Linked DNA regions of Sus scrofa: regions 2, 3, 4, 5 and 6 are each linked to region 1. The links are chromatin contacts, called in public Hi-C, HiChIP or PLAC-seq and promoter capture Hi-C maps. All regions are on one chromosome and are shown on one strand. Each heading gives the region's core, a stretch centred on a gene start, on an enhancer-like site or on the middle of the called end of the contact. The rest is flanking DNA. Distances are from core to core; before and after follow the strand shown. Region 1 holds the start of ALDH1B1 (aldehyde dehydrogenase X, mitochondrial). Region 2 holds the start of GRHPR (glyoxylate reductase/hydroxypyruvate reductase). Region 3 holds the start of ZBTB5 (zinc finger and BTB domain-containing protein 5). Region 4 holds the start of POLR1E (DNA-directed RNA polymerase I subunit RPA49). Region 5 holds the start of FBXO10 (F-box only protein 10). Region 6 holds the start of TRMT10B (tRNA methyltransferase 10 homolog B).

Region 1 (4,848 bases), core at 1,541-4,040:
CCGGTACACCTTGATGACCTCATCCAGGTCCAAGGCGTAAGACTCCTGGAAAGGCTTGCCGTTGTCCAGGGTTTCCAGCGAGGCCAAGTAGACACGATCCCGCTCCACTAGATCAGCCAGGCGGTTCAGCAGCCGGCCCCGCTCTGAGGCATCCATCCGGCGCCATGGAGACCCCAGGCGGAAGGCCTCACGGGCTGCTTTCACTGCCCGATCCACATCAGCCTGGTCCCCTTCAGCCACGTGGCCAATGACCTCCCCTGTGGTGGGGTTGACTGTCTGGAAGGTCTTCTTGCTGACCGCATCTTGCCACTCATTGTTGATGAAGAGCTGGTTGTAGCGGATGTCCGGATTGAGGATGGGGCTTGGGAGGGCTGCTGCAGAGGAGTACGGGGCAACGGGGCGGCACAGGCCAAACAGCCGGGGCACCAGGAAGTGCAGCATGCTGAATACTCTGGAGAGGGACAGGAGCCAAGGTGAACGGGGACAGGGCCACCAGCTCAGACGTCCCAAGATTCTAGCATAAAGGGATGTCACCTCTGAAAACACGGCTCTAAGGGCTACAAGGGCCCTGAAGAATGCTCTGGTCCAAGTGTCACACCCAATGTAGCCTCCAGCTCAGTCCCTCACCTCTTCTGCATCTTCATTCAAATGTCCCCTTCTCTATAAGGCCTTCCCTGACCACCCTTTATAAAACTGCAACTTTTACCAGCCCCAGCACTCTCTATCCCCCACACTGCACTTTATTTCTCCCCAAATAGTATATGTACATGCTTCCCCTCCCCCAATAAAATGTCAGCTCCATGTGAGCAGGGATTTTTTTTTTCCTATTTCATTCATAATTCTAGGCATAATTCTATGTCCTTCATGCCTAGAATTATGCCAGCTACAGAAAAGCTGCTCAAATAGGTAGTTATTCAACAATATACTGAGGAAACAATAAAATATCCACCAAGGTTGTTTACAAAGGCTGTTTAATTGACCTCAGGGTGGAGTAAAAACCGAAGAGACTCGGCGACAGAGCTGTTCTCTGACAGAGGAGCTTACATCACTTCACCTCTGTGCCTCAGTTTCCTCATATGTGAAATGCCTCATGGGGCTACGCTGAATGGGGTTGTGAGTACAAAAAGCCTGGCACACGCATCCAGGTCATCGGAGCTGGGCGGCACCCTCAGAAACCAGCCCAGGCCAGCTCCCCAGGCACAGTCAGGCCTCAGCTTTCCCAGGAGTGCAATGAGTACAGCAGCTGGAAAGAAGCCTTTGTTTATTCTTGCCTACAACTCTAAAAAGTGTAGACTTGATGAAAATAACAACTCTAAACACCCTATAAAATTTAATCCATGAAACTTAAGTGGTATATAAAGTTCCTAGATTCGCTGAAGCACATCTCTACACATCTGCTGTCTCACTTGACCTTATCCCACAAGCCCCCGAAAGAATTGCACCTGCCCTACCCCAGCACCCCTACCCCCTGCCACTGGGCAGGGAGAGGAGCAAAGAACTTATCCAGGGAAACAAGGCCCCAGCTAAGTCCCCAGCCCCACACAAATGAAAGATTCCTAGGAAGCCATCCCTTGGGGAGAAGCTGAGCCAGCAGACCTGACAGGGGTGCATGCAGGGTTCACTCTGTTCAGGACTCTGACCCACGCTGGGACAGAAGCGATCTTGCATCCATTAGGCCTGCGTCTGAGGAGGGAGGAGTCCCTGGGGAGGTCAGGATAAGGTGGATGGGGGGGTTAACCAATCCACGGGGTAGGGGTGGAGGGGGCTAAAGAGGGCAAGAGGATTGATCACAGACCAAGGTTGGCAAGGCTACTTTCATGCACAGCCAAGGCTGTTTCTATTCTAGGGACCTACTTGGGGTCGCCTCAGGGGCCTCCACCATCATGTGGGTAGAGAAGTGCTCACAGAACATCATACTTTACAGTCTGCAGGCCATCTTCTGAGCAATCAATTCACCTGAGGCTTCTAGAAGCCCCAAGAGAATTTAGGTTGATGATGACAACCCATTCTGGAAGAAGGTTGGGGATCAGAGAGGTTCTGGGACTCACTGAGGACACACAGCAAGTAAGAATAGGAGCCTCAGCCTGGATTCCCACAGCCCTATCTTTGTGTTTCCCCCCTCCTACGGACAACTCTTTTATTAGCGCCCACTGTGCCCACTGGGTCATCGAGGACCGGGTAGCGCCCACCTTATCCTTTCTGCTGGAGGGAGTGCGTGTACTGGCCTCACAGCTACAATCCGGGGCTCTCTACTACAGTGGGCCCAGTGGCGGGGAGCGACGAGGTCAAGGTAACCGGGAAGATTTGAGGTTTCAAAGGTCTGTGTCTTCAGGGCCCCTCCGGCGCCACCCAGAGACCCGGTGTGGGAGGCGGGGTGGGAAGCAGGAAGAGGTTCCCACAGCGTTCCCTCGGGCGGAAAGGCGGGCCCCCAAATCGGGAAGCCGAGACCCAGGGAGGAAGCCTGCGTTGCAGCGAAGGGAGTCGTGGCCAGTCCGTGAGAAGTGGGGGCCGAGGAGAGAGGGGCGCCAGTTACCTGCAGCAGGCTGGAGCTCGCGGTCTGTTTTGGGATCCGACTCCCCCAGGTCTAGTCTGGCCACCGGCCCGGGGCTCGCCACAGGCCCCGCCTCCGCGTAGTTCGAAGCTCAGCAGCCAATGAGGCTCCGCCTGCGCCCAGGGCGCCGCAGACCTTCCGCAGCGCGGCCAACGCCGCTCCTACCCCCAAGCGCTGGCTGTTCTATGCCTTCAGGATTGGGGGGGGGGGGGGTGCTGCTAGCTCACTACCCTTCTCAAGGTCTAGTGGCCCCCTATCCCTGCGAATATTCCGCACCATGCAAGCGCTCCTTCTCAGGCATCGCCACGCAGAGCTAGGGGTCCTAAGACGCACGTTTGGGCGCGGAAACAAAAATCCAGAAACGATAGGACTTCAAAGGTCACACATCAATGGGAGCCTGGGCCCCAACTGTATTTTTCCTTTCTCCTTTGCACACAATGCACCTTATTAGGTTACCATTCTCCCCCGCCCCCGCGCGCAGTGCCCGAGTTTTGTGGAAGTTCCCGGCCAGGTAGGGCCAGGTATAGAACCCGCGCCACAGCAGCAACTCAAGTCGCTGCAGTGACAACTTGGAATCCTTAACCTAGGATGCCCAGCAAGGGAACTCCTGAGTTCCTATCCTTGAGGCTCTCCTTAGCCTCTTCTGTGCCTTTCCCTCTCTCTCACTTCTTTTTCCTTGGTTCACTAATTTGTCTTCCACCTTCACTGCTCTTTTTCCCAGTAGATTTTATATTTGAGCTTTTAAAAGCTGCATTGGAGCGGGGGTGGGGTGGGGCTAAGGACACCAAGAATATATGCACAATGCAGAAAGCTTTGAAAACACAGAAAAGGTTCCAAGAAGAAAAAAATATTATCTTCAATCCTTTCACCCAAACGTTACCATCCATCTTGCTGATACTTTTTTCCTCTGCATTGTTCAAAAACTCTTTTAATGAAAATGAAATCATATGGTGACTTCTTTTTTGCTGCCTTTTAAAAGCAATTTACTCTGAACCTTTTATGGTGTCACTAATTAATTAAATGGCAACATCATCCTCTCCCGGGTGGCCTAGAATTGTGTGGTAAGATGGCTTGTTGATGGACATGGAGACTGTTTCCATTTGTTGTTGCCATACGGGATGCTAATTCCTGAACCTGCCGTCTTCCACCGGCTCCACCTCCACTGCACCCTCCTGGTTGGAGAAGTTAGGAAGCTCTGAGCAGGCCCCCAGCCTCATTTGCAGCTAGAGTTCTGAATGTAAACTAGGTGGTGCCGATTAGCAGTACCACTGCCACATGTGGCAGGTGGAGGGTACAGTCCTGCTGCCTTTGGGTCATCACTAGTATGATGGCAGAAATGTGAGGTTTTCTGCATTCTTCTCCAGCTCCCTGGGTATGAGATGCCTGCTGCAGCTGTGGTTCCTTGACTCCAGCTACTTGTTCCCTGCTCTTTAAATCATGGCCTAAGGACTGTGTCTTGAGCTAAATAGCCCCCAAAGTGGTCTCAGAGGGTAACAAGGCTGGTGGACTCTATCCATCTTGTTCTGAGTCAGTCCTGAAGGTCAAGTCCTCCCTGATTCTCCATCCCTCTGGCCCTTCCAGCAATTCTGTCAGCACCCACTCTCTCTCTTAAATCTCTACCTCTCCATATATTTAGAATATGCACATTTTCCTGTTTGAACCTGATTAATTTATATAATTCTTTCCCTAAGCTACAGCTCCATGGAGTCTTTTGTTACCATGTCATCCTTAGGATGTTCACAGTCCTTGCTGCAAAACTTAATTCTTCACTAGAAGCACTACATCTTGTGCCTTGCCACATCTATGCTCATGTTTTCCCAGCAATTGTGTGGCCCCTTGCAAAGCCCTGTCTGCCTCCATGCCCCCCCCGCCCCCTCACCCCACCACCCTCACCCCAGCACATGGCCAGCCTAGCACCCTTTGGGCATTTGGCATGACATTCCATGGTGGATTGACTTAAGGGTTATTTGATCAGTCATTAACAAGCCTCATTTGTAGAGGCAGTGAATCCATGCCAAAACAACTATCAGTCTTCCAGTGGTCAGGCCTCTTGGAAAGCTGGGGCAGGTGTGAGACGCAGTAGCAAACAAGAAGTGGCCCCTTGGGGAGAGGATAAAGGCTGTGTCCTGTGAGGAGCAGCTGAAGGAACTGGGAGTGTCCACCTCTCAGAACTCAAGGGACAGGACTGCACCCTCCAAGGCTCCAGAAGGCAAAAAACAAGATGTAGTCTGTGGGGTCCTCGAAGGCAGCGCCAGACCTGTGAGGGAAAGTTAGAGGGGGCAGAGGAAGACCTTCCT
Region 2 (4,848 bases), core at 1,266-3,765, 970 kb after region 1:
GAAAAGGCAGGGCCCTGCCCGAAGTCATAAAGCAAGGCTGTGCAGAGCTGGACAGGGGCCCAGGTCTACACCATGGGCTTTGCCCTCCTAAGGCTTCCCTCCAGGGACTCACAGCCAGAAGAGGGGGGCAATGTGTATGCCAGGCGAACTGCAGGCATGGGCCCAGGACTGCAGTGAACAACCTCAGAGCTCGGAGTGGTCACAGAAGACCTGCTTGGGACCCAGCAGCAGCAGGCTGATGTGCCTGACAAGGCCAAGACATCCTTGGAATCCTCCCCAGGCCTGCCCGGCGCACACACCTGCAGTGTCCAGGAGCTTCTTGTCTATGCGGTCAGAGAGGAGGCAGAGCAGGCCATGCGCCCCGGCCACGCCCCGTTCCAGGTCCTCACTGGGGATGGGCTCATCGGAATCCCACTGCTCCACCTCACAGCTAAAGGCAAAGGAAAGCCCACTCAGAAGTGGGGAAGCCCCAAGTGCCCTCAGGCCCCCAAAGCGCCCCGGCCATGTTTGCAGACCCTTCTCAGAGTGGCAAGGAAACACTGCCTCCTGCTAGCTCTGGCCTCAAGCTGCCTGGGGCGGGGTGAGGGGAGTCAAAGTCAGGGAAGCCTCAGAACTGTCCTGAGAGGGTGGCTGAAGGGTGACGAGCGGTCACAGGGCACAGCTTGCTGACAAGGGCCTAGATTGAAAAGACAGTCATAGAGACAGCTCTCAGCTCGACGCAACGCAAGGAAGAGCTTTCTCCATCCCCATGGGAGGCTCACAGATAGTGAGCACCCAGGCCTTGGGCAGCCTGTTGTTGGGAAGACCAGTGGCGGTGGTGGTGGGGGGTGTAACTGCATCATATGGGGCTTGGATTCCCTGTCCAGTCGAATGTCCTGTCCTATGAGTTCATGAAACTTGGACTTTGTACTTGGATAAGATCAAAGCAATTCAATACAGCGGAGTTTCAGGGAGAGCTTCCATGGTGGCTGGTGGGCACTGGGCATATTTCCCGGCAGTGCTGCCCAGCCTCCTGGCCCTTGACATTTAATTCACTGCAGCCAACACATATGAAGCATCTCTATGTGCAAGACAAAGCCACTGGCACTTCCCAGAAAGCCCTGCTGCAGCACCTCCATGCCTAAGCCCCAGACACAGGCCTCCTTTCACCCTCTTTTTCCACAGTGGCACAGCGGTATCGCTGCCCTTAGCGCCATTGTTATTCTTGCCCTCTCCTCATCCTCCTCAATGCTTGGCACATGGCAAATCCACAGCAAAGGTTTTATTGTATTGAATGAAGTAAACAAATCTCATTTTCCCCTAGCGCTGGTTTCTGAGGCTAGGTTCCACCTTCTCCCTGCTTGACACAGGCAGGGCAAACCTTTCTAATGTAGAAAGAGCTGAGTTCAGGAGTCTCCTTCGTGGCACAGTGGAAATGAATCCGACTAGTATCCATGAGGATGCAGGTTCGATCCCTGGCCTCGCTCAGTGGGTCAGGGATCCGGCATTGCTGTGAGCTGTGGTGTAGGTCACAGACATGGCTCGGATCCGGCGTTCCCGTGGCAGTGGTGTGGGCCAGCAGCTGTAGCTCTGATTCAACCTCTAGCCTGGGAACCTCCATATGCCAAAGGTGCGGCCCTAAAAAGCAACAAGAAAAAGCTGCGTTCAAATCCCAGCTGTGCCTCGTACAGAGCTGTGTGACTCTGGACAAGGTGCTTCATCTCTTCCAGTTTTCACATCTGTAAGATGAGCATTACAGCACTGACTTCACAGTGTTGAAGGATTAAGAGTTTACGTACCTGAAGCACCCAGTGAGGCTCCCATGCCTGGCTCAATGTAAAACATACCACCACAGGCCCCCTGACAGCCGTTCAAAGGTACCAGGCCAGGGACTGCCAAGGTCCCTGATAGGGCCAAATGAGCTCGGAGAGTAAAGGATTAACAAACAGCCTGGACCTTCCTCTCCCCAGGCCCACGACTGGGAAGGGATCCAACCCTGTCCCCCACCCCCACTGCAAGCGCCAGGGGAACTGCAGGTCTCAGAGTCACTGCAAAGGCCTAGGTAAAGCTTCCCCAAACTCCAACCTGTTCCAGCTGGGCACAGGTTGCAAAGTCTGGCCACGGCCCAAGTGCAGGGTCCCGGGTGCTCTCTGACCTCAAGGACCGTCCAGTCCACCCCACCAAAAATAACCCGGGCCTCGGGAGGCGCGGGAGACGCTGAGTCACCCCGCGTGCCGAGCGCCCAAAGTCCCAGAGCAGTGCCCCGGGTCCCAGAACAGTTCCCCTGGGCTCCGCAGCCCCTTCCCACCACCCGCAGGCCGCGCGCCCGGCAGGAGAGGACTCGGCGCGCGGTGCGGGGCAGGGACGCCAGCCTCTTACTCTGCGGCGCGGGCGAGCGTAGCGCTGCCCTCCGGGGGGATCCTGCGCGTGACAAACACCTTCATGAGTCTCACTCGCCTCATGCACCCAGGAGCCGCCGGATTCTGGGCCCAGATCCCGCGGACCGGAAGCGGGGCGGGAGGGGGCGGGGCCTCGGGGGGGCGGGGCCGGGCCTGGAGCGGGCGGGGGCACGTGGGGGCGTGTGGGATTGTTGTGCTGCAGACTGGGAGTGGACGTGGCAATGTGTCTAAGTGTGGGGTAAACAGGGTTCCGAGTGTGCGCCTTGTGTGTGTGTGTGTGTGTGTGTGTGTGTGTGTGTGTGATCAAGACTTCCTGAAACCTAGACTGGTTCTGGGGCTCGTCCCAGGCTCAGGCCCTTGGCTCCAGGACCTACCTCTGAGTACCCACTGCCCCAGAGGTTTAGGACTTGCGGGCCATGGATTGGGGGTTGGTATCGGCAAAGGGGCATCCGGGGGAGAGTCTTGTGTGAACGTGTGTGGATGCCGTAAAGGTGCCTACAGCTGTCAGAGTCTGCCACCTGAGGGGGAGGCAGTCAGGGACCACCCCCATTCCCAGGGCGTCAGTGCCTTGACCATCTTCTCTGTTCCACCATGGTCACACTGTTCTAGGCAGGGGTCTTTGGACACGCAGACTAGGCTCTGAGTTCGGCCTACTGTGCACACACAGGAGCCTGGCCCAGGGCCATCTGAATCCCCGAAAGACCTCTTTAACACTTGGTGCAGTTCCCTACAAGAAGCTAGCAGTTGTGCAAGCAACGTTTGCATGGGTCCTGGGTCATGTTAGGTATTCAGCAAGCACTGAGCCCTGCCACCCACTAAGGACAAGTGGTTAAATTTGTGCATGCCTCAGCTTCCTCATCATAAAATGGGGATAATAGTAGGTACCTAACACTTGGCTTGTTGAGAGGATGACAATGTGTAGTGCTTACAACAGCAGGTGTGCTGGGCTGCACCCCACGGGCCTGCAAGCCTTGTAGTTGTCCAGCCCTGAAACCAAAGAAAGAGCCTAGAGACAGAGACATCAATGGTTTATTAGACAGGGGATCTGGAGCAACGCCCCATCAAGCAGACAGCAGGCAGGACATGGCAGCAATTTTTGCTGCTTAAGGGAGAAGGAGGCAACCATTTACAGGGGGCCTGACATCAGGTGGGCTCATCAGTTACCAGGGGCTAATTAAGCCCTATAATTAAGAGGATTGGATAGTCATGTAAGTGAAGCAGGAACTGGTTGAGCAGGGGCCACACAGAGAGCAAGAGAACAGCCACCCTGGAGTTCCAGTTGTGGTGCAGCATAAACAAATCCGACCAGGAAACATGAGGTTGCGGGTTCAATCCCTGGCCTCACTCAGTGGGTTAAGGATCCGGCGTTGCTGTGAGCTGTGGGGTAGGTTGCAGACACGGCTCAGATCCTGTGTTGCCGTGGCTGTGGTGTAGGCTGGCAGCTGTAGCTCTGATTGGACACCTAGCCTGGGAACCTCCATATGCCACAGGTGCAGCGCTAAAAAGAAAAAGAAAAAAAGAAAAAAAATGAGAGAGAGAACAGCTATCTTGAATGGCCTAACCACACAAGGTAACACAGGTCATGGGTGTTTGATAAATAGTAACACACTCAAAAAAAAAAAAAATAGTAACACATTCAAGGAAAACCCACACCTGGGGATAGCAGTTGGTCAGAGATGCAGATGCTGAAGCAAGATCAGGACACGTGGGAGGGCCCCAGGCCTCCCTCAGCTGTGCTGGCTCCATCTCTGCCAGAGGCTGTTCAGGTACTTGCTCCAAGGCTTGGGAGCACCTAGAAGAAAAAGCCCTAGCGGGTGGTCTCTTCTCTGTGGCTTTTATCTGAATCCATTCTGCTCCCTCGAGGCCCAGATAGAAAAGAGAGACAGGCATAGAGAGGTGACATCTCCAGCTTGGGGCCATACAGCAAGTCGCTGGAGGGGCCAGAAGTGGCCTCTTGGGCTACCTGGATCCCTGGCCAGGGCTCCACCCTGCCATCTCCCTCCTGTGAGTAAAGCATTAATAAATGTCTTACCCACAGCTCTCTGCCCTACTAGGCCACCCCAGGGACAGTTTCTGAAATACCTCAAACATTGACACAACAAGGTGTTTTTCTGTCCCCAGAGCAGAGCTTCTGGGGACAGCACAGCCCTATGGCTCCATCCTCTGTTAATCAGTGGTGACACTTTGCCCCAGCTCCTCCCCCACACCAGGACAGGCCAGGACACTGGGCAAGCCTGTCCGCCAGGAGCAGGAGGGGACATGACACGTCAATGGGCCCCCTCCTCCCCATCCTGAGGCAAAGTGCCCTGCTGGGTGGTGGCCATGGAGCCAGCTGAGCGCCCCTATGGGGGATCAGATGAAGCGGTAAAGAGCTGGGGAGGAAGGATCCCAAGTGGAGAGAGATCGGGAGCCTTACCAGGGCTTCACTGGGTAAAACAAATGAATAAGCAGCTAGGATTTATAGAGCTCT
Region 3 (4,848 bases), core at 1,490-3,989, 930 kb after region 1:
CTCAGTGGGTTAAGAACACGACATAGTATCCCTGAGGGTGCAGGTTTGATCCCTGGGCTCACTCATTGGGTTAAGTTTCCGGCGTTGCCACAAGCTGCGTTGTAGGTTGCAGATGCAACTGGGATCCAGCGTTCCTGTCGCTGTGGAGCAGGCTGGCAGCTTCAGCTCTAATTCAACCCTTAGGTGCGTAACTTCTGTATGCGACAGGTGTGGCCAAAGAAAGAAAGAGGTTTGTAATTGTGAGCACTATGGCTTGTTAATTTTTCCAAGATTTTTCCTGCCTATTCTTTTTTTTTTTTGTTTGTTTGCTTTTTAGCACCAAGGGTGGCACATGGAAGATCAAAAGTTAGGGGTCCAATCAGAGCGGAGCCGCAGCAGATGGCCTACACCACAGCCACAGCCATGTCAGATCTGAGCCACATCTGTGACCTACACCACAGCTCTCAGCAATGCTGGATCCTTAACACACTGAGCGAGGCCAGGGATTGAACTCGCCTCATGGATACTAGTTGGGTTCATTTCCGCTGAGCCACAATGGGAACTCCCTCCTGGCTATTCTTGCAGTGGCGTAGGTCGCCATCTACAGCTCCAATTTGACCCCTAGCCTGGGAACCTCAGTATGCCGCGGGTGTGGCCCTAAAAAAAATTAACACAGAAGTACATAAAGACTTAAAATTAAGAAGGACCTCTTAAAATATTTCCTTATCACACCTTCCCAACTTCCCCTCACTGAGGTAAATCTTGAACAGCTTGATAGTATCCTTTCAAACTTAGCCATACATTTACAAGCTATAATGTGTATGTCCACACACAGGTTTTCACTGGTTTTGTTTTGTACACATATGGGATCATTAGGGATAAAGAGTCACACTACATATACGGTGTATGTCAATGTATTGCAATCCTCTATAGATGCACATTCGCATTGTTTCTTTTTTTTCTTCCACTAACAAAGCTGTGATCAACATTCCCCTATATATTTTACCACATTTGTTTATTTAAGTAGAATTTCCAGAAATGAATTGCCAGCTAGAAGGGAATGAAATTTTGTTTTGTTTTGTCACTGCCAGAGGCAGGGTGGAACCCCAACTACAGCAGTGACTAAGCTGGATCCTTAACCTGCTGAGCCACCAGGAAACTCCATGAATGCCTAATTTAAAATTTGAAGATACTAAGTGATCTTCAGAGGGCAGCAATGACACTCCTAAACTACAATATAGGATGGGACTTTTTCAAACACGTTCCTAAGTGCTGAACATACAAATCTTTTTAATTTTTGCCAGTCTGTAAATCTGAGATAACATTTTAGCTCACATATGTTTCTAAGGGTCACATAGGTGAAGAGACTTCTCACATTACCTGGCTTACTGTCAGCATTCCGTTTTTTTTCTCAATCACCCAGTCTGGCAATAAAATACGTGTAAGGGCTACAAAATGTCAGGGAATCTTAATGAACAATAATTTACCATCAGACCTCATTGAAGCCTTAAAGAAAAAAACCTCGAGGGCAACATTTCCAACCTGTACAGTGAAGGGACAGATCAGCTGCAAAGATAACTTGAGTGTCACATTCTGAAGTGGGGTGTTCCCTTTTAAAAATAGTCTGTCTTCCCTCCACCCCCGCCCCGCCGCCCCAAGAATCAAGCTGCGTTCCCAGCCTGCCTTAAACTCTGGAGTCGCGCCATGCCCCTTACACTTCCCGTCGGGGAAGGCCCCTCCCAGGCTTCCTTGCCTCCTCTTCACCCAGGGAAAGAGAGCTTCTTTCTGCCCCAGGGCCCGGTGCCCTCGGAAGCCCTCCAGCCAGTGTCCCTCAGAGCTTGGCCTCTCCATCCGAGCGTGCACCTGGAGGTCTGGAAGCCACCCGGAGCTTACTCTTTTCTGAGAGCGTCACTTCGAAGTCCGCCACCCTTCCACATTCCCAATGCTGTTCTTTAGAGGTTTGGTTCTGGAGACTGCAGGCTTATTTGACCTGCGGCAGGTAATGCAGAGCAAAGTGCCAGTGGGGAGCCGGGAGGCACCAGCGCTTCGAGACGCTGGCACCTAGATTGGACGTAGGGCTGCGTCGGACCCAACTTCTGTGAGATGAACAGAATTTTTGGTTCAACATCTTTAGCTTGGATTTTGTCTTAATTCAACCTATATAGCTTCCTGAAATTATATTTTATTCCTTCCAAAGTCTACGAGATGGGAACTCAACCTCGGACACCGTGCGTGAGTGGGTCCCACGAAGGAAATTCGCATCCCATAGGGAGCCGGTGGTCACCGAAGTGCCGGGCGCCGAGAAGGTAGGGAAATCCTTCAAGTCCAGCCAGTGGTGGGACACACACTACCTCGCGGGCTCGCCTTACCCCTGGCTCAGACCAAAGGCAGTCGTGGTTGTGATTGGTGGAATTAGGAAAACCAGCTGGTCTCACCCACAATGGGCCTGGATTGGCCTCCACACTCAGTCGCTTTTCTACAGTCTAAATCTAGAACCGCTTAGTGATAAATCCCGCCTTCAAAGGCGTTTGATAACAGTTTTATGTGTTGTAAGGCAAACGGTGATTGGTCACAGAGCTCACGGATTCTGTCGGTAGTAAACACAGCGAGGCTCCTGGGACCGCGGATTGGTCAGTGTTCCGGGGGCCGAGTAAATTCCTCCAGATACCGCGCGCCGGCTGGCTGCACTTCTGTCCCGGCCCCGCCCTCTCCCCTTCTGATTGGTTGCACCCCTGCCGGAGGGGACGAGAAATGCCGCGGAGTAGGCGATCTCGCGTTGCGTCACTTCCGTTTACTGTGTGCAGCCGCCGCGGTGTTCTCAAGAGTGCCGCGGCGAAGGGGTTGAAGGAGCTGGGCAACAAGAGGCGGGGTGGACGGAAGAGGGAGGAAATCCCATCACCGAGGAGCCAGCCTGGACGTTCCGGTCTTCTGCCACACTGTCGGGTCGGATCGAAGAAGGGTCACCGCCTCCTCCAGCGAGAAGGGGGGCGGAGCCCGGCTCAGGTGAGGCGACTCTGTCAGCGGGAGCGGTGGTGGCGCGCGCTGGCGCGCTCACGTGGAGACAGTTGAGCTCTGGGGGAGCTGGGTGGGCGGCGCGATCAGGGTCTTGTCTAGGTGTCTGGGCGCGCGCCGAAGCGTACCGGTGCCCCCCCGCGTCTGCCCTGCCTGTCTTTCCTGAGGGTTATTGTTACCCTCAGAGCGGAGGGGCCAAGGCGGGTGGGAGGCGTGTTCTGCGCAGGCGTCCCCCGCGTCCCGACGCCAGGCTGTCTGTCCGCCGAGTGGGGCGGGGGCTCTTGCCCCCTCTGATCTGCGGGCGGGCTACGTTGGTTCCTGGGATCGCGTGGGAAAGACCAGCACCCTGGCAGGGTGAATAGAGAATCTGCGGAATGGGGTCGGGTGGCTTCCTTGCCCCTGTCCTGGGTCTCATTGAGCGACGAGGTTTCGTTTCACCAGAGCAAGGCCAAGGCGAGCTGGAATCGGGAACCGGCGGCTGAACCAGGAGGGGCGGAGCCAGTGTTTTGGAATGCCGCAACTAAAAGGACTAAAGTGTTTATAGGCATTTATTGAAAACCCACTGCTTCCAGGCTTCGTGCTAGGAGGTGTAGGGGATGCAGTGGTAAGAACAGTCTGTCCCCCTCCTCCCTTGTTTGGAGGACATACAGGTTTATGCATGTTAGGCAGTGAACTAAGGGGAGTTGAAGGTTAGTTTTTTTCCTTCCAAAAAGGTCATTTGCTATTAAGTCAGTCTGTATTCTGGCCTTGTGGACGATACTGTGGAAGCTAATTTCTGAATAGGACACAAATCCTGAATATTTAACTTGGCAAAAAATTTTTACATAAAGGCGCAGTAAAAGCTTCATTGCTAAGTGGTATACTTGGGTTCTGGGGTTAATTTTAATTAGTGGAAGTAAGAAACCTTTCACCTTCAGGAATTGAAGCAAAAATATTTCCAAAATGTGTTTCTATGCTTCTCTGTTTTAGTAGGTAGAAGATATGACATACATTGGGATCTTTTCTTTAGAGGTTGAAGAGAATGCTGTGCCTTACTCATCAATGATGATTTGTTGTCGTTATATAGGCTGTTGTGCCTTAGATAATTTTGAAAAGGTGGGCTGAATGCCTCATTTTCTGGAGAAACTGAATTCAGTGAAGTGCTATGATTTGGGTTGTGAGGATGGTAAGCTAAAAGATTAGCGGTGAGGGAAGAGAATTTTAAAGAAAAGCCCCTAAACCAAGGAAAGGCCTCCCACTATTGCTTTAACCCCCTCTGGAAATCCCAGGAAACTTGGGAAGACTGGCTGTGCCACCACTGCCAGCTTGGTGACCTGCCAGTTAAGACTTAACAGGTCGAGGACCTGTTCTGGTCTCTTGCGTTCTGCTAAATAAACAAACCAGGATTTTTTTTTTTTTTTTTTTTTTAAAGAGTCCTGAAGTCAACTTGTTTTTGGATTTGCCTTTTCTCTCCTAAAAGTTGTGTCAGGACAAGGTATAGTTAGCTGGAAATAGTTGCAGACCATATTCTGGCTATTTGAGGTGTTTAGCAAAATTCTGGAAGTGGTAAGATTTGCAAGAAAAGAATCTTAGAGTGGGATGTTTTCCTAAACTTAGGGTTCAGTGCTCTCAAAAGAGACTGTCACAAGAAGTTGAAGTCATTTTTAAAAAGTCACTTGGATACAAAATGTATGTAAATGTTTAGTATTTAAAGTACTTAACATGGGAGTTCCCATTGTGGCTCAGCAGTTAAGGAACCCGACTAGTACCCAGGAGGATGTGGGTTTGATCTTTCTCCTCAATCAGTGGGTTAAGGATCTGGCAATGCTGTGAGCTGTGGTATAGGTCGCAGATGTGGCTTGGTTCCTGAATTGCTGT
Region 4 (4,848 bases), core at 1,652-4,151, 910 kb after region 1:
AAGGCAGACTTCCAGTAAGCTTTGGCCTATTGATCACACATTCCAATTAATGAAGACTGCTGCCTTCTGTGAACAAGATGCTTAAAAACAAAAGACTATTATAAGTTAACGATGTGGTGAAAATTAATGAAGGTGATCAAAAAGTATAAACTTCTGGTTGAAAAAATTTTGTAATTAAGTATGGATGTTAGCTAGACTTACCATGTTGCCATTTTGCAATATGTACATATATTGAATCATTGTTATACACCTGAAACCAATGTCATATGTCAATTAGCTCTCAGTTAAAAAAACTCATCAAGATTGTAAATAAATGAGATTTTTAGGAAATTAAACAAATCTAAGTCACTTTTCATTTTCAGGAATGTCTACATGCTGGTGTGAAGGCCACTGGGTCTGGGAACACAGAAACTTGAGAAACCTCTCTAGATTTCCCCCATTGCCCCTAAAATAAAGGCAGAGAAGAGCAGTGCCAGGGCTGCCGCCACCACCCTCTACTCCCCGCAATCCCTTTACCCTGTCCCTACCTGCAGAGAGTGTTGCATTTGAGGGCTCCAGTCCCAAAATTGTTTCCCACATAGGAAAGTCTGTCTGTTTCAGCTGCCTAAAATGGAGAGGGGGAAAGTTCCATTACAACCAATGCTGAAAGATAATAAATATCTTGACTTCCCACAGCTGAGCAACCTCAGATACAGAAGCTTTAGACTCCAAACCACAGTAGATTAGAACAGGGAGAGCCTCTTTGAGATGATCCAGCTCCACTATCTTTAAGTGAATTTTGGGTGTCCCTGGGGAAAAAGCAAAAGGATTTTTGAAAGGGAAGCCCCAGGTATTGCTGGCTTCCAGCTAGGCCAGAAAGTTCTTGGTGGAGCTTGGGAGAGTAGCTGAGCACGTAGAGGCATGCAACAAAATGATCCTGCAGGCAACCCCAAAGTCTAACCCCTTCTTGAACCTCTTTGCCACCTCTTCCATGACTGTTCCTTACATGCTCCCAGGACCATGGAAATGGCTAATATACTCCTCAATCATAGCCAAGTTTTCCTGCTTCCCCATGTTTGTCCTTGGTGTCCTCTTCACTTGGAATATTAGCCTCAGCTGTCAAACCTTCCTCCATCCTTCAGGGCTCCAATGCATCCTGCCACAAGAAGGCATTCTGGCAAGCAGAGCGCACTTTGCCCTGCTCTGTACCCTCCCTCCCTGGAATCCTGAACTTTGTCTCCTTATGTGTAAGTGTCCCCTACATCCAGTTCTCACTTCTCTAGATCAGTGGTTCTCAACCCAGGGAAATACCCCTATGGGGACATCTGGGAATGTCTGACATGCTATTGTCACAACGAGGAGGTGCTAGGTATATTTGGGTAGAGACCAGGGAAGCTGCTAAACACCAGGGATGTGCAGAACAGTCCCCACAACAAAGAATTATCTGGGTCAGAAGGTCAGTCGTGCTGAGATTGAGAAATGCTGCTCTAGATTATGAGCTCCCTCCGGGTGGGGCCATGTCTGACTTAGTTGTCTCCCTAGCTGCTTACGGCCCAGAGCCACAGTGGGGGTTCAATAGATGGTTGCTGAATGAACAAATGAATAAAGGGCTATCATTTCACCATAAGTGTGAAACTGAATGGAGCCTGCTCCCACACACCAGCCTGCTGGGGCTCAAAGTTCTTTAAGGCTAATCTGCTATCCCCTGCTTTTCTCCTCTCACTCCCTTCCACACCCAAGGGGCCTCCTGAAGCCTGCAGAGTGGAGAAAACAAGCTACTGCAGCACTTACCAGGATCCGCTGACTCCTCTTCCTGGGGTTTGTGGAATCATTGCTCTTGTACAAGGTGAAGCGCATGTTGCCTGGATTCTGCAGCTTCCCATTGGAGAACTGGACTGTAAGATTGTAGCCCAGGAATGACATGAGAGCAGAAGGACCAAGAGAGTATGATGCAGAGGAAACAGACAGTCAATGAGAGGGAGTGACTGAAGGAATGGGGATGGCAAAGAGGCCCAGGTCCTGGCCCAAAGGAGGTTTTTTTTTGTTTTTTGTTTGTTTTTTGTCTTTTCTGGGGCCAAATTCGCGGCATATGGAGGTTTCCAGGCTAGGGGTCTAATCAGAGCAGTAGCCACCGGCCTACGCCAGAACCACAGCAATGCGGGATCCGACCACCACCACAGCTCACGTCAACGCCGGATCCTTAACCCAATGAGCAAGGCCAGGAATCAAACCCGCAACCTCATGGTTCCTAGTCGGATTCGTTAACCACTGAGCCATGATGGGAACTCCCCAAAGGAGGGCTTAAGGAGATCCGGATCCAGGTGGGAAGAGGATGGGGAGGGGATGGGAAGGTAAGGGGAGGCCTGAGGAGAGAGGGGCTTCGACGGGAGGGAATAACTAGGGGAAATGGGACTAACTGACGAGGCCTGGACCAGACCTAAAAAGATAAAGAAAAATTCTGCCCAATGGAGGAAAGTAAATGGAGCAGGTTTGAGACTTGATGGGTGAGGAGATGACCGGGTCTAGAGTACTGGGAAGGGGTAACTGGTAAGGCCTCATTCAGCGGGAAGGTGGTGACAGAAACGCGGTGAGATGACAGAGGAACCCTGGCCGAGCCCTAAGTAGCAGTAGAGCCTGGAAGGGATCTGGCCCAGCTGAGAAGGGGGACGGACCAGTAAGGGAAGACGAGGGCTGTAGATACCGAGACAGAAAGGGAGGAAGTTACAGGGAGCTCTGCTCCGGCTCCGCAGTCCTTACCCAGTAAAGCTCTCTGGCTCTCTTCGGGGTCTCCACAGTACAGCCACCTTGCACTCGGCAACACCTCCGCCGCCATCTCGCCCTTCTACCGCCAAGCACAGGAGTTAAGACAACTGCGTCCGCTAGGTACACGCGGGTGGAAAAAAAAAAAAAAAAAAGGCAGGGCGGAAGAGGCGTGGCCTCTCCGGGCACCGCCCTGCGCACGCAGAGATGCGTGGCTCCGCCCCCATCAGGCCCGGCCCCTAAGCGCTGTCTCGCTGAGCTCTGAGGCGGGCCATCCCCTCTCACTCTTCGCCCGCCCCTCCGCGTGGAGAGGCGGGGTCTCTGCGCTCCCTATGCCCCGCTCCTTCCTCCGCAGCAAGGCGCAACACGTGATTGGCCCAGCACTCGGCCTGCTCTTTACAGGTCGTGTGCCGCTAGGGAGCACACTACCTTCAGGTCTTGCTTTAGCGCATAGACGGGTTTCTTCGCGGCTGAGTCTAGGTAGGGTATGGTCTATCTCTACCACCGAGGCAAATAAGTCTTACTGACGCCTGAAAGTCCAAGTTCAAATTTAGAATTTTTCGATAGGCAATCCTTGCACGCTAACTAAATGTGGCGACTGGCGGAGACCGGCCGCTTTCCAGGACCTCCATCCACACACCTGGATATCAATCCTTAAGCCCAAACGTGATCCACAATCCTGTAAACAGTAACATGACCTCATCTTCTCGGACCTTGGCACAGTACCACCTGTGGTTCAATCAACTCTGAGAGTATGGACCAGTGGGAGAGGCCCAGCAGACTCAAAGCTTCTGGGGTGGACAAGAAGGGGGAACCAGAAGGCATGGTCCTTTGTCCCCGCGGATTCAACCCTCCCTACCGCATGGGGAGTTATTAGGCAAAAAGGAGGATTAAAGCAGATCTTTCAGCATGGGCCCAGGCTAGGACCCGTTTTTCTCAGTCAAAGGAGGGTACTGTTGAAGGGAAAGAACCAGGTTGACTCATCTGTGTTTTCCAAATTGCCTTCTTTTGAGACTTCCCCTCCCCCTGCACGTACTTCCAAGATGATCTAAAAAACATTAACACCTGGGAGTTCCCTTCGTGGCGCAGTGGTTAACGAATCCGACTAGGAACCATGAGGTTGCGGGTTCCGTCCCTGCCCTTGCTCAGTGGGTTAAGGATCCGGCGTTGCCGTGAGCTGTGATGTAGGTTGCAGACGCGGCTCGGATCCCGCGTTGCTGTGGCTCTGGCGTAGGCCGGTGGCTACAACTCCGATTAGACCCCTAGCCTGGGAACCTTCATATGCCACTGGAGCGGCCCAAGAAACGGCAAAAAGACAAAAAAAAAAAAAAAAAAAAGATAACACCTGAGCTCTCCTTTTTCTGAGCAAGTCTTTTCTAATTACCAAATCTCAACTTACAGAAAAATTGCAAGTACAGTGCAAAGAAATTTTCTGGCCCTGAACTTTTTAGAGTAAGTTATCAACCTGATGCCCCATCACACCTGAAGACCATGTATAGTATTTCCTACAGACAAAAACGATCCCTAAATGGCTACACTACAGCCATAAAAATCAGGAAATTAACATTGCTACATTACTACCATATACTCATCATTTCCCACTTCAGTTCATCAGCTCTTCTGGTAATGTCTTTATAACAGAAGATCTTGTCCAGAATCACATATTGCATTTAGCTGGCATAGCTCTGTAGTCTCCTTCCACCAAAAACAGTTTCTTACTCTGACTTTGAATTTTAAAGTTCACAGGCCAGTTATTTTGAATGTCCTTCAATCTGTTTGTCTAATGTTTCTCTAATGTTTCCAAGTGATTAGCTTCAGGTTATGCATCTTTGGCAGAAATTTTACAAATATGATACTGTTCTTCTCATTGTGTTATGTCAGGTGATGTACAATTCGATTTGTCCCATCACAGGTTACAGTAACTTTGATCACTTAACTAATGTGGAATCAGCCATGTTTCTCCACAGTAAAGTTATTCTTTTCCCTTTGTAATTAATAAGTATATTGTGGGCAATTTTTTTTTACTATAGACTAAGTAAATATCCTGTTCACCTTTCAATTATTCATTTATTTACTTACAAATATCAGTATGGATTTGTGGATTCTTAT
Region 5 (4,848 bases), core at 611-3,110, 800 kb after region 1:
AGGTGTCGAACTGGAGCCAAGGCCCATGCCACAGCCATGGCAACACCAGGTCCAGCCGCATCTGTGATCTACACCACAGCTGTGGCAATGCAGGATCCTTAACCCACTGAGCAAGGCCAGGGATTGAACCGGCAACCTCATTGTTACTAGTCAGATTCGTTTCTGCTGCACCACAACGGGAACTCCTCACAGCATTCTTAAGTTAGATTTTTGTAGTTGACATTCTCTCCTAAGATCCATAGGTCTGTATCCAAATGCCTTTTGATCTCTTCATTTGGATGACACACAGGCATTTAAAATTCAATGGGTCCAAACTGAGGTACTGATAACTCCCCTCCCCCATATGTTCCACTGAACAATAGTTAGGGTTTCACTAACGCACTTTTGTGGGCCCAGTCAGTAGGTTAAACTTGAAGACTGGGAATACCCTCTAATATCCTACATGAAGCCAGGCTGGTTTTACCTCAAATATCTCAAATCCACTTCTCTCCACCTTTACTACCATTACTCCAGTCCAAGTCTTAACCCATCTGACTACTTCCACTCTTATTTTTGTCTATTCTTTACAGAGTAGCCGGCCTACTTTGTTTTTTTAAAAAAAAGGTATCAAATCACCCACATCCTCCACCCCTTCAACAGCTTCCTTTTACATAAAATTTAAAAATATTTATCATGGGAGTTCCCATCGTGGCTCAGTGGTTAACGAATCTGACTAAAAATCATGAGGTTGTGGGTTCAATCCCTGGCCTTGCTCAGTTAAGGATCCGAGAGCTGTGGTGTAGGTTGCAGACACGGCTTGGATCCCGCGTTGCTGTGGCTCTGGCATAGGCTGGCGGCTACAGCTCCAATTAGACCCCTAGCCTGGGAACTTCCATATGCCGTGGGAGAGGCCCTAGAAAAGGCAAAAAAGACAAAAAAAAAAAAAATTTATCATGGCCTACTAAGTGCTGCATGATCTGGACCCTACCTACCTTTAACTTCACTTAACACTGTTCTCTGTCAACACAAGAAGTTTCAGGCAAACTGGACATCTTCCATTTACTCAAAGAGCAGCCTTCTCTCTTCTGTTCCACCCCACCCAAGAGCTTTCACACAGGCTTTCCCTGCCTCTCTTCTATCTGGTCAACTCCTTACCTGTATCTGAAAGGTCTTCCCAGACCCCTATCCCTTACCCCCTAGTTTTAAATATGGGTTCCTTCACTCTACTTCACACAATTTTAAGTACATATTTATTTAAATGATATCTGATGACTACCTTCTCCACTTGAGAATTAAGAAGGACAGGAACCACATCAGCTTTATTCACCCTGGTGCTGGAATAATAACAGCAGCAGCAGCAGCAACTAACACTTAGATGACATTTACTTCATGGAAGGCATTGTGCTGAACACTATATGTAAAACTATTTAATGTATCCTCCCAGTATATTGTTTGGCCCATAGCCAGTGGTCAGTTTGTTGAATGAATAAACCCAGCCTCTATGTACACACCTACAAAGTTGCTACCTCCTCCCAGAAAAAGCCCATTACTCTGATAGATAACTGGTGATTGGAAGAATCTTTATATTGACCGCAGCTGCCTCCCTGCAATTTCCGCCCACTGATTCTATTTCTACCTTTGTGGGGCCACGTAGTACAAGCCTTAACCGCCCTTATTCAAGCTCGACATCGCAGCATCTTAAGACTCATTCGCCGCCTTAGCGTCCCCCTTTCCAAGCGTCCCCCTTTCCAGTCCTCCCTGCAGCGACTCCTCAAGCGTTCCCTTCCGCGGTGGTCCAAGAAGCCCAGCCAGCCCCGCGCCCGCCTCTCCCGGCATCCCCCACCCTGCGCGTCACGTGACGACGCTCGCCCTGCACCAGCCCTACAAATACCGCCCCCGGGCGGGGCTCCAAACGTGCCCGCCCGCCTCTGGCCGCGCGCCGCAGTCCTTCCCCGCTAACGCTGCGGCCCGGTGCCCGCGGCCCGCACTGGTGTGGGCAAGCGTCCCGGACAGCTCCTGGCGAGGTAAGAGGGGACGGCCCGAGGAGGCTGTGGGCCAAGTCGTTCCGCCCGCGTCCCTGGGATGCCCCGGCCCCGGAGCTGGGGGCCGCCCTGGGAAGGGGCTCGGGCGCCTGGGGGCTACCTCCCCGGGACCTGGGGCGCTTCTCTAGACGCCCGGCGGAGCTGGCGCCGCTCGGTGTTACCGGAGGCTGAGCACCCGGCCCCGGCGGGACCCGGAGAAGGTGCCCTCGGGCCGCCCACGGCCCAGAGCTCCCGCACTCTGCTGGCAGCTGGAGGCTCAGCTGCGCCGAAGAACAGCTGTGCCTCGGTTTCCCCTCCTGTGAAATGATCGGGCTGGGAAAGTGCATCTCTCCGGTTGCCTTCAGCCTTGAGGTTTTGCGAGTGTGTTAATGAAGTCGAAGAGAAAAAGCACTCTTGAGATGGAATAGAACCCTCACCTAGGAACGCAGGAGCGTCTGGGGCCGGGCATCTTGTATTTTCTCTGTTTTTTATAAGCCTCTCCTGAGACTCGTCTTCTCCATATTTAAAATAAGATGATAACCCTAGCCCTGCGTCGCTCACAGGACTACAGTGAAGAACAGATGGGAAAGTGATTTGAAGAGCCAGAAGTCTGGAGTCAGTCAGACCTAGGTTCAAATCCTAGTTCTGCCACTTACTGTGTGATCTCGAGCCAGATATTACCCTCACCTGTTAAAACAAAATAATAACAGTAATTAGCTCAGGAGATTGTTGTGAATGTTAAGTGTAATAGGGCTCAGCACAATGTCCGGGAACAGAAATGATCAGTAATTAGTTCTCTTAGTACAAGTTGTATAAAATCAGTAAACTAGGGAAGGGTGTGTAGAATCATCACACACCTCCGTTTCTATATATTTAGTCCTAAAAAGAGTGCTGTTTTGATTTCACGAGAAAGAAGCCAAGTGGGATCCTTTGCCTTCTCATTTACAGTTGGCATGTGAACCAGTTGTTCCTACCAGATGAGTCAGGCAGGATGGGAACATTAATGTTCTGAAGCAGATCAGTATCAGGTTCCCAATGAGGGGAAAGAAAAGTGCCAGGCATGTGTTGCCACCCCAAAAAAAAGTGCAATATAGTGATTGACTGTCAGACCCAGCAGATGCCTGGGAAACAGTTTAATCTAGCTTCCTCCTTAGGCTGCTCCTCAGCTGCACCTGTGGCATATGGAGGCTCCCAGGCTAGGGTCGAAAGGGAGCTGCAGTGGCCAGCCTGCACCACAGCCACAGCAATGCGGGATCTGAGCCATGTCTGTGAGTTACACCACAGCTCGTGGCTACACCAGATCCTTAAGTCACTGAGCAAGGCCAGGGATTGAACTGGCAACCTCATGGTACTAGTCATGAGGATGGATACTAGTTAGGTTCGTTACCGCTGAGCCATGGTGGGAACTCCTAGGCCCAGATTTGAGGACAGGATTTTGATTTTTCACAAGACCAGACAAAATGTTGGCACAAGACAGACAAAATGTTGGAACACATAGTATTTACCAGATGCTGTGCTTTCCCTGAATTATAACCCAATTCCTCATTTATACAACAAGTATTTATGAACAGCCTACTATGTGCTTGTATACCTACTAGGAGCTGGAGAAGAAATACACAAGTACTCCTCTGCTGGTTCTCAATACATCTCAAAATAACAGTAAATTCCACCTCCCCTTGAGCCTTTCTCATAGCAGCTGGCCCCAAGGGACGGAAGCACACAGAGAGGCCTGAATTGTTTCATGTTCAGTAACAGCAGTCCCAGAGCCCTTGTTGAAGCCTGGTGAGATTGTAGAGACTGGAGAAAATGCTGCTTTGTCAGGGCTTTTAGTAAGGGATTTCCTGGGGCTGCAGTGCTTGGGTTTCTTTTTCTGGTTTCTGGCCTCTTACTGTTTTTAAATTTCTGAAAAGAGCCACCCTTACTACAGTGCCTTCATTATGGTTTCCATGGTTATCAGATGAATTGTATTTTTATGATAGCACAAGTAGCTGTTGAGAAATCCATGGTCAAGCAGCCCCAGTTCCCTGTGGATTTGCTTTCTGATGGTGGTCCTTTTTTTTTTTCTCAGTTGCAGGGCAGTCACACTATCCTTTCTTACTTCCAGCCTCTTTACTTTTTCTTGTTTTCTTTAACAAACATACATCGATGGCAGGGCCAGCAGGAGTGGGACTAGAAACAGATAAAAACATGTATTGACCCTGGCTTAGGGATCTCAGCATCTCTGTAGGGATGATCCAGGAGCATTACCACATGCAAGGGCAAATAAGTGGGGCTCTGAAAAAGATGTAGATTACAAGCCAGTGAGAGCTTTTGGAGATGGAAGGATAGTGTCCTGGGCAACCAAGAAGACATCACACACTGATATGCTTTTCAAGGAAGGTGTAAGAAAGCAACAAATTTCTTTTATGTTTCTCAGTCACATGGTAATAATAGATGGTACAAGAAGCATTTTGTGGGGAGTTCCCATCGTGGTGCAGTGGTTAACGAATCGACTAGGAACCATGAGGTTGTGGGTTCGATCCCTGCCTTGCTCAGTGGGTTGAGGATCCGGCGTTGCCGTGAGCTGTGGTGTGGGTTGCAGACGTGGCTCATGGCTGTGGCTGTGGCATAGGCCAGTGGCTGCAGCTCTGATTGGACCCCTAGCCTGGGAACCTCCATATGCCGTGGGTGCTGTCCTTAAAAAAAAAAAAAAAAAAAAGCATTTTGTTCTTTTCAGTTTGCCTTAATGAATGAGCCTTCTCTTTAGTCACCTATCATGGGCTTTGTTTAAAATGTCTGTTTTTTCCTCTCATTACTCTCTTTCTGTTAGCTTAGTGATATATTAGTTTCCTACACAGTATTGTGTACA
Region 6 (4,848 bases), core at 884-3,383, 590 kb after region 1:
ATTGTTATAGCACACTTAACAAATTTAATAATTTCAAGGTGATGTTCAATATCCCTGAGGAAGGTATGAGTAAGAAGTGCTCCAGTGTACAATTAAGTGTCACAAAGAATGGTATAATAAGTTTCTGCTGTGGCAACCCCACTCAGGTTGCTGCAGAGGCATGGTTCAATCCCTGGCCCATGAACCTCCATATGCCATGGGTGCGGCCTTAAAGAAAATAATCATAACAATGGTGTAACCATTGCTCATGGGGCTACTCCCTGAGTCCAGGGTGCTACCAATATCTTAGGAAAATGTCTATCTTTGAAAAAGTAAAGCTATGAAATATCTACATCTACAAAATATCCATGGATCTGGTACTGAAAAGACCTATTTATAATGAAAAGCAAAGATTCTTCCTTCTACTGCTTCTACCTTTAGAGGGGGAAACCCTTGTTAACCAGATATTTTTAGTTCTTCTGGTAATTAACCAGAAATCCTCAACCTGAACTCATATGCTTACACCATTACTTCTTAACTCATCAACTTTCCCTGTGCAACACTAAAATTCAAATAACTTGCATTAACCTCTTTTATTTTCAATTCTTCTGTTAGTTACCTTGACCTTTAAATTCTTCTGCGGTACAATTTACTTACAATAAAATACCATGATTTTTTTTCTTTTTTAGGGCCGAGCTGTGGCATAGGTAAGTTCCCAGGTTACGGGTCAAATTAGAGCCATAGCAGAGCCAGATCCAAACTGCATCTTCCATCTATGCCCCTCCGCAGGATCCTTAACCCACTGAGCCAGGCCACGGTTCAAACTCACATCCTCACTGAGACTTAACCACAAGGGGAACTCCAAAATGCCAAAATTTTTTGTTTGTTTTTTTTGTCTTTTTAGGGTCGGATCCATGGTATATGAAGGCTCCCAGGCTAGGGGTCGAATTGGAGCCGTAGCCACTGGTCTACACCACAGCCACAGCAACACTGGATCCAAGCTGCATCTACACCACAGCTCACCACAATGCCAGATCCTTAACCCACTGAGCAAGGCCAGGGATCGAACCTGAATCCTCATGGATCCTAGTCATAATCATTTCTGCTGAACCACAACGGGAACTCCAAAATGCCAAGATTTTAAAAGCATAGCGCAGGAGTTCCCGTCGTGGCGCAGTGGTTAACGAATCCGACTAGGAACCATGAGGTTGCGGGTTCGGTCCCTGCCCTTGCTCAGTGGGTTAACGATCCGGCGTTGCCGTGAGCTGTGGTGTAGGTTGCAGACGCGGCTCAGATCCTGCGATGCTGTGGCTCTGGCGTAGGCTGGCGGCCACAGCTCTGATTAGACCCCTAGCCTGGGAACCTCCATATGCCGCGGGAGCAGCCAAAGAAATAGCAAAAAGACAAAACAAACAAACAAAAAACAAAACAAAAAAAGCATAGCGCAACAAGTTTCTGTGTGTGGTTGGCAGGAGATAACTTATGATTATCTTCCTCACTTAATTCAGATTTTCACTAACCAACATGGCACATATTTTACTTAATTTTCTGCCTGAACTTTCCCGTGCCTATAATGTCAGCAGGTGTTCTGTTCGCTTTGTTCACTATATCCTCTATGCCTGGAAATGAGCGTCATACATAACAGACAACCAATAAAGACTTGCCAAATTAATAAATTCTCCACTCCACCTCTATCTCTAAGTTGATAGAGGCCTCACAACTTTATAACCCAAGTCCCACCTGATGAGCATATTCCTGGGCGCTAAGTGATGGACCAAACTCTGCATGCTTCTCTCATCTTCTCATTCTGTTTTAGCCACTAAAGGCGGCTCCACTCCTCTGGCACCTTTCAGCACTAGAACACCCTGACTCTGGGTTCAACAGTACCCCGCGTGTAGGCCCCGTCTGGCCCATAGGCTTCGAGGGCTACGGAAAGCAGGAAGGAAGTACCAAGAAAGGTAGAGAAAATAATGTCACACGATTGCTGCGCAGGCCCTGGCTTTCCGGGCGAATGCCCTGCCCGCGAAACAGAAGCAGCCCCAGGCCGGACCCCCACCCTTACCGCAACAAGCCCGACGCATACCTGAACCCTTCACCTTAACGCAGAGGCAGCGGCGCCTTCAGGCCCCGCCTCCGACTTCACTTCCGGTTCTGTTCTCTTGGAGAATGGCCTTCTGGGAGTTGTAGTTCTCAGCCTGGCAGCTAGGTGTGCAGGGCCCAGAGTGGAGGCTTTGGTGTCGGCTCCCAAGCCCCATAGTGGCACAAATGAATTGCGTCCCACCGAAAGGTTGCCGCGCCTCACTGAGCCTCTGTTTTCTAGCCTACTAGCTGGGCCCACAATCCCAGTCGCTTGCCGACTGCACAGGGCTGCTGCAGGTTGACCAGCCCCTTCGGTGGCTCTTAAGGGCTGAAACCAGACTTGAACCACCCCTCAGCTCTCATCGTGGGAGCCTTGCTTTTCTCCGGGCTCTCTGTGCTTCCCCACAAGCAGCGAGGCCCACGAGCTGACACAGCTCCCCTCACCACCACCCGGCCGTCCAGGATAATAACAGGTCTCCTGGCTTGAGCCTAGCCTCCGGCCACTCTCCCTTCTCCATCTCTCCTCAAAATCCCCAGGGAAACTACTGCTCGGAGAGCTGAAGTTACTTGCCCAAACCTTGCCCTGATAAAAACTACCATTTGCTCTTCCATTTATTCCTGCAGTCCTAGGAGTCTCACCCTTTTGAGAGATCATACTATGAAAGAGCCTGAAATACCTCCTGCCTGGGGAAACCAAGCCCTGCTGGATCTGTCCTTGACCTCACAGTTTTCCCCCTTTTCTTTACAGAGCATCTCCAACACCTACCCACTGGTTTCCAGTCCGTGCTTTAATCCATCCTTTATCTGCTACTGGAGCACCTTGTAAAATACTGAATGAAATTAACTATGCTTTCCTCCCCAGAAAGCTTTTTTTCTGAAACCCACCTCTAATGTCTCTGTTTGTAAACTGGCCTTGGCTCCCCACTCAGCAGGATTTGCTAAGTGGCTCAAATGGTCTTCAGCGGCTCCCACCGCCCCTGCCAGTCCGTGTGTCTTGCAGAATACCTTTCCTTCTTCCCTGCCACTGCTTTTGTGTCTCTTCATCTTTGAGCTCACAGCCACTTCCTCACAGAAAAGACCTCCTAGCTGGTATTACTGCCCACCCTCCTTGGGCGCCCATTCATTTACCATATGATTATTTGTCTCCCTTACCTCAAACTCCTCAGCGGATTCCCATGGTACTTGGATGTGCAATCCAACTTTCTCAAGGCTTTGCATGCTTGGTTCCTGGCTGCCCCACCAACCTCATCTATCACTCTTCTTCCAGCTTGCTGTGTTGCAGTCGCACCTGTCTTCTTGAAATGCTTTAAACACACCAACAGCTTCTGCAGATACTGTTCCATTTCCTCCCTGTTTTTCCGTGACTGCCTCCTTCTTACCTTTTAGGCTTCAGCTTAAACCTTGCCTCTTCAGAGAGGCCTTTACTGACCACCTATAGGGAAAATTGGCTCATCCCAGCCCCATACTAACACTCTTCATTTTCTTGATTTCACTTTCATCTATCGGTAATCTTTTTTTTTTTTTTTCCTGTGTATTCCCTGAAATTGTAAGTTCTTTGATGGGACTACATCTATCATGTTGATGGTTGTATTCCTGGTGCCACTGCACGATAAATATTTGTCAGTAGAATAAACAAATGGGTTATTTTTCTCCTTTCTTGAGAAAAGCTTACCTTCCTATCTGTTAAAGCCAGGACTTGACACACAGTAGCTACTCAGTAAATACTTCTTGACATCCTTGCTCTAATTCAGGCTGCCTTCTACAGGAAGCCTTCCCTAATCACCACTTTCTCTCCCACACCCCCACCACCAACACACTCAAGTTACTTCTCTCTTGTGAACTCTCATAGCACCTTAGCTGTTCTCTTTGGGGGTCCTGAGTACACCATGACTTAGAGTGTAGGTCTCTGTGTGTCATCTTACCTCTTGGACCAGGAGCTCTTGAAGACCAGATTCTCACCCACCTATTCACAGCCATAATCCTACATCGAGCATCCTGGCATGAGTGTACCATAAATGTTTGTTTAAAGAAATGAATCTCCCAAGATGATGGTGGGTGGAAAAAGGAAGGAGTGTTCATATCCCGTAGTTTCTCAGTCATTAAACAATTGATTCTTGTGTTGGGGAGTAGGCAGTCCCATCCGGCTCTCATGTAGGGGGAGCTATGTATCTCAGAGGAAGTGCTAAACATGGCAAACCCTCTGCACTTCAGCTTCTCAACAAGCAATGATGAATTTCTCCGAACTTCTGGGACTTATACTCCTCATGGAGGCTCAGAGCAAAATACCAGCTCCATAGAGTAACAACCCAAGGAAGTACATGGATTTGAGGGGAGAAGAAGCAAAGAAAGAAAGAAACAAACATTTGAGTGCCTGTGCTGGAGGCTTCACAGTCTTATGTCCTGCCTTCCACATGTATTTATTTCTCACAATAATGCCGAATGTACATTATGTAACAATCTCTTAGTTCGGGGTGTTGTGTGGATAAGAAAATGTATTCAAGATACCTACATAAGGCACACTGTAGGCCCTCACTAATGAGACTAGTGTTATTTTCTTTTGTCACTTGGGGAAACTGAGGCCCAGAGAAGTGCCTGTAACAACCCTACCAGCATCCAAGCCCTGACTGAGTTGAAGTCCTGCCCTTCTTCCCTAAACTTGTGAACACACATTGTGTGCACTTAAGTCAGTTACGTAGCTCTTCACAGCTTTCTGCTTGTAAAAGTATTCAAGTCCTGTTTAACATCATATGATTTTTATTATGTGGGTGTCCTGTTTTATTTTTCATTGTC

What was found. Promoter capture Hi-C pulls out the DNA fragments that hold promoters and counts their contacts. A called contact is a pair of places that touch in the nucleus more often than the background predicts. HiChIP or PLAC-seq counts read pairs in DNA pulled down with a chosen protein or histone mark.
Region 2: an H3K27ac HiChIP or PLAC-seq map of alveolar macrophages shows a contact between it and region 1. The contact joins the promoter of GRHPR here to the promoter of ALDH1B1 in region 1. A contact is called at or near these places in 1 of 47 Hi-C or Micro-C datasets (liver) and 1 of 2 datasets of contacts at active chromatin or transcription factors (alveolar macrophages).
Region 3: a promoter capture Hi-C map of fetal skeletal muscle shows a contact between it and region 1, with 6 times the contacts expected there. The contact joins the promoter of ZBTB5 here to the promoter of ALDH1B1 in region 1. A contact is called at or near these places in 3 of 5 promoter capture datasets (fetal liver, fetal skeletal muscle and liver) and 2 of 2 datasets of contacts at active chromatin or transcription factors (alveolar macrophages and skeletal muscle).
Region 4: a Hi-C map of retroperitoneal adipose tissue shows a contact between it and region 1, with 2.3 times the contacts expected there. The contact joins the promoter of POLR1E here to the promoter of ALDH1B1 in region 1. A contact is called at or near these places in 2 of 5 promoter capture datasets (liver and skeletal muscle), 11 of 47 Hi-C or Micro-C datasets (alveolar macrophages, embryonic fibroblasts, fetal heart ventricle and 6 more) and 2 of 2 datasets of contacts at active chromatin or transcription factors (alveolar macrophages and skeletal muscle).
Region 5: a contact with region 1 is called in an H3K27ac HiChIP or PLAC-seq map of skeletal muscle, with 8 times the contacts expected there. The contact joins the promoter of FBXO10 here to the promoter of ALDH1B1 in region 1. A contact is called at or near these places in 1 of 47 Hi-C or Micro-C datasets (brain) and 1 of 2 datasets of contacts at active chromatin or transcription factors (skeletal muscle).
Region 6: a contact with region 1 is called in a Hi-C map of fibroblasts, with 1.9 times the contacts expected there. The contact joins the promoter of TRMT10B here to the promoter of ALDH1B1 in region 1. A contact is called at or near these places in 1 of 5 promoter capture datasets (fetal liver), 2 of 47 Hi-C or Micro-C datasets (embryonic fibroblasts and fibroblasts) and 1 of 2 datasets of contacts at active chromatin or transcription factors (skeletal muscle).

What each region holds. Positions count from the first base shown.
Region 1 is chr1:239,107,756-239,112,603 of Sscrofa11.1, reverse strand. ALDH1B1 (aldehyde dehydrogenase X, mitochondrial) reads right to left here and starts at 2,790. Exons shown (of 2, transcript XM_003353586.5): 1 at 2,534-2,790; 2 at 1-451. The coding sequence starts at 441.
Region 2 is chr1:238,137,431-238,142,278 of Sscrofa11.1, reverse strand. It overlaps GRHPR (glyoxylate reductase/hydroxypyruvate reductase), which reads right to left and starts at 2,515. Exons shown (of 9, transcript XM_021066121.1): 1 at 2,359-2,515; 2 at 300-430. The coding sequence starts at 2,441.
Region 3 is chr1:238,175,368-238,180,215 of Sscrofa11.1, reverse strand. ZBTB5 (zinc finger and BTB domain-containing protein 5) reads left to right here and starts at 2,739. Exons shown (of 2, transcript XM_021066137.1): 1 at 2,739-2,982.
Region 4 is chr1:238,195,712-238,200,559 of Sscrofa11.1, reverse strand. It overlaps POLR1E (DNA-directed RNA polymerase I subunit RPA49), which reads right to left and starts at 2,901. Exons shown (of 12, transcript XM_021066147.1): 1 at 2,737-2,901; 2 at 1,771-1,874; 3 at 528-604. The coding sequence starts at 2,812.
Region 5 is chr1:238,305,672-238,310,519 of Sscrofa11.1, reverse strand. FBXO10 (F-box only protein 10) reads left to right here and starts at 1,860. Exons shown (of 11, transcript XM_021066155.1): 1 at 1,860-2,003.
Region 6 is chr1:238,513,327-238,518,174 of Sscrofa11.1, reverse strand. TRMT10B (tRNA methyltransferase 10 homolog B) reads right to left here and starts at 2,133. Exons shown (of 9, transcript XM_001928975.4): 1 at 2,063-2,133.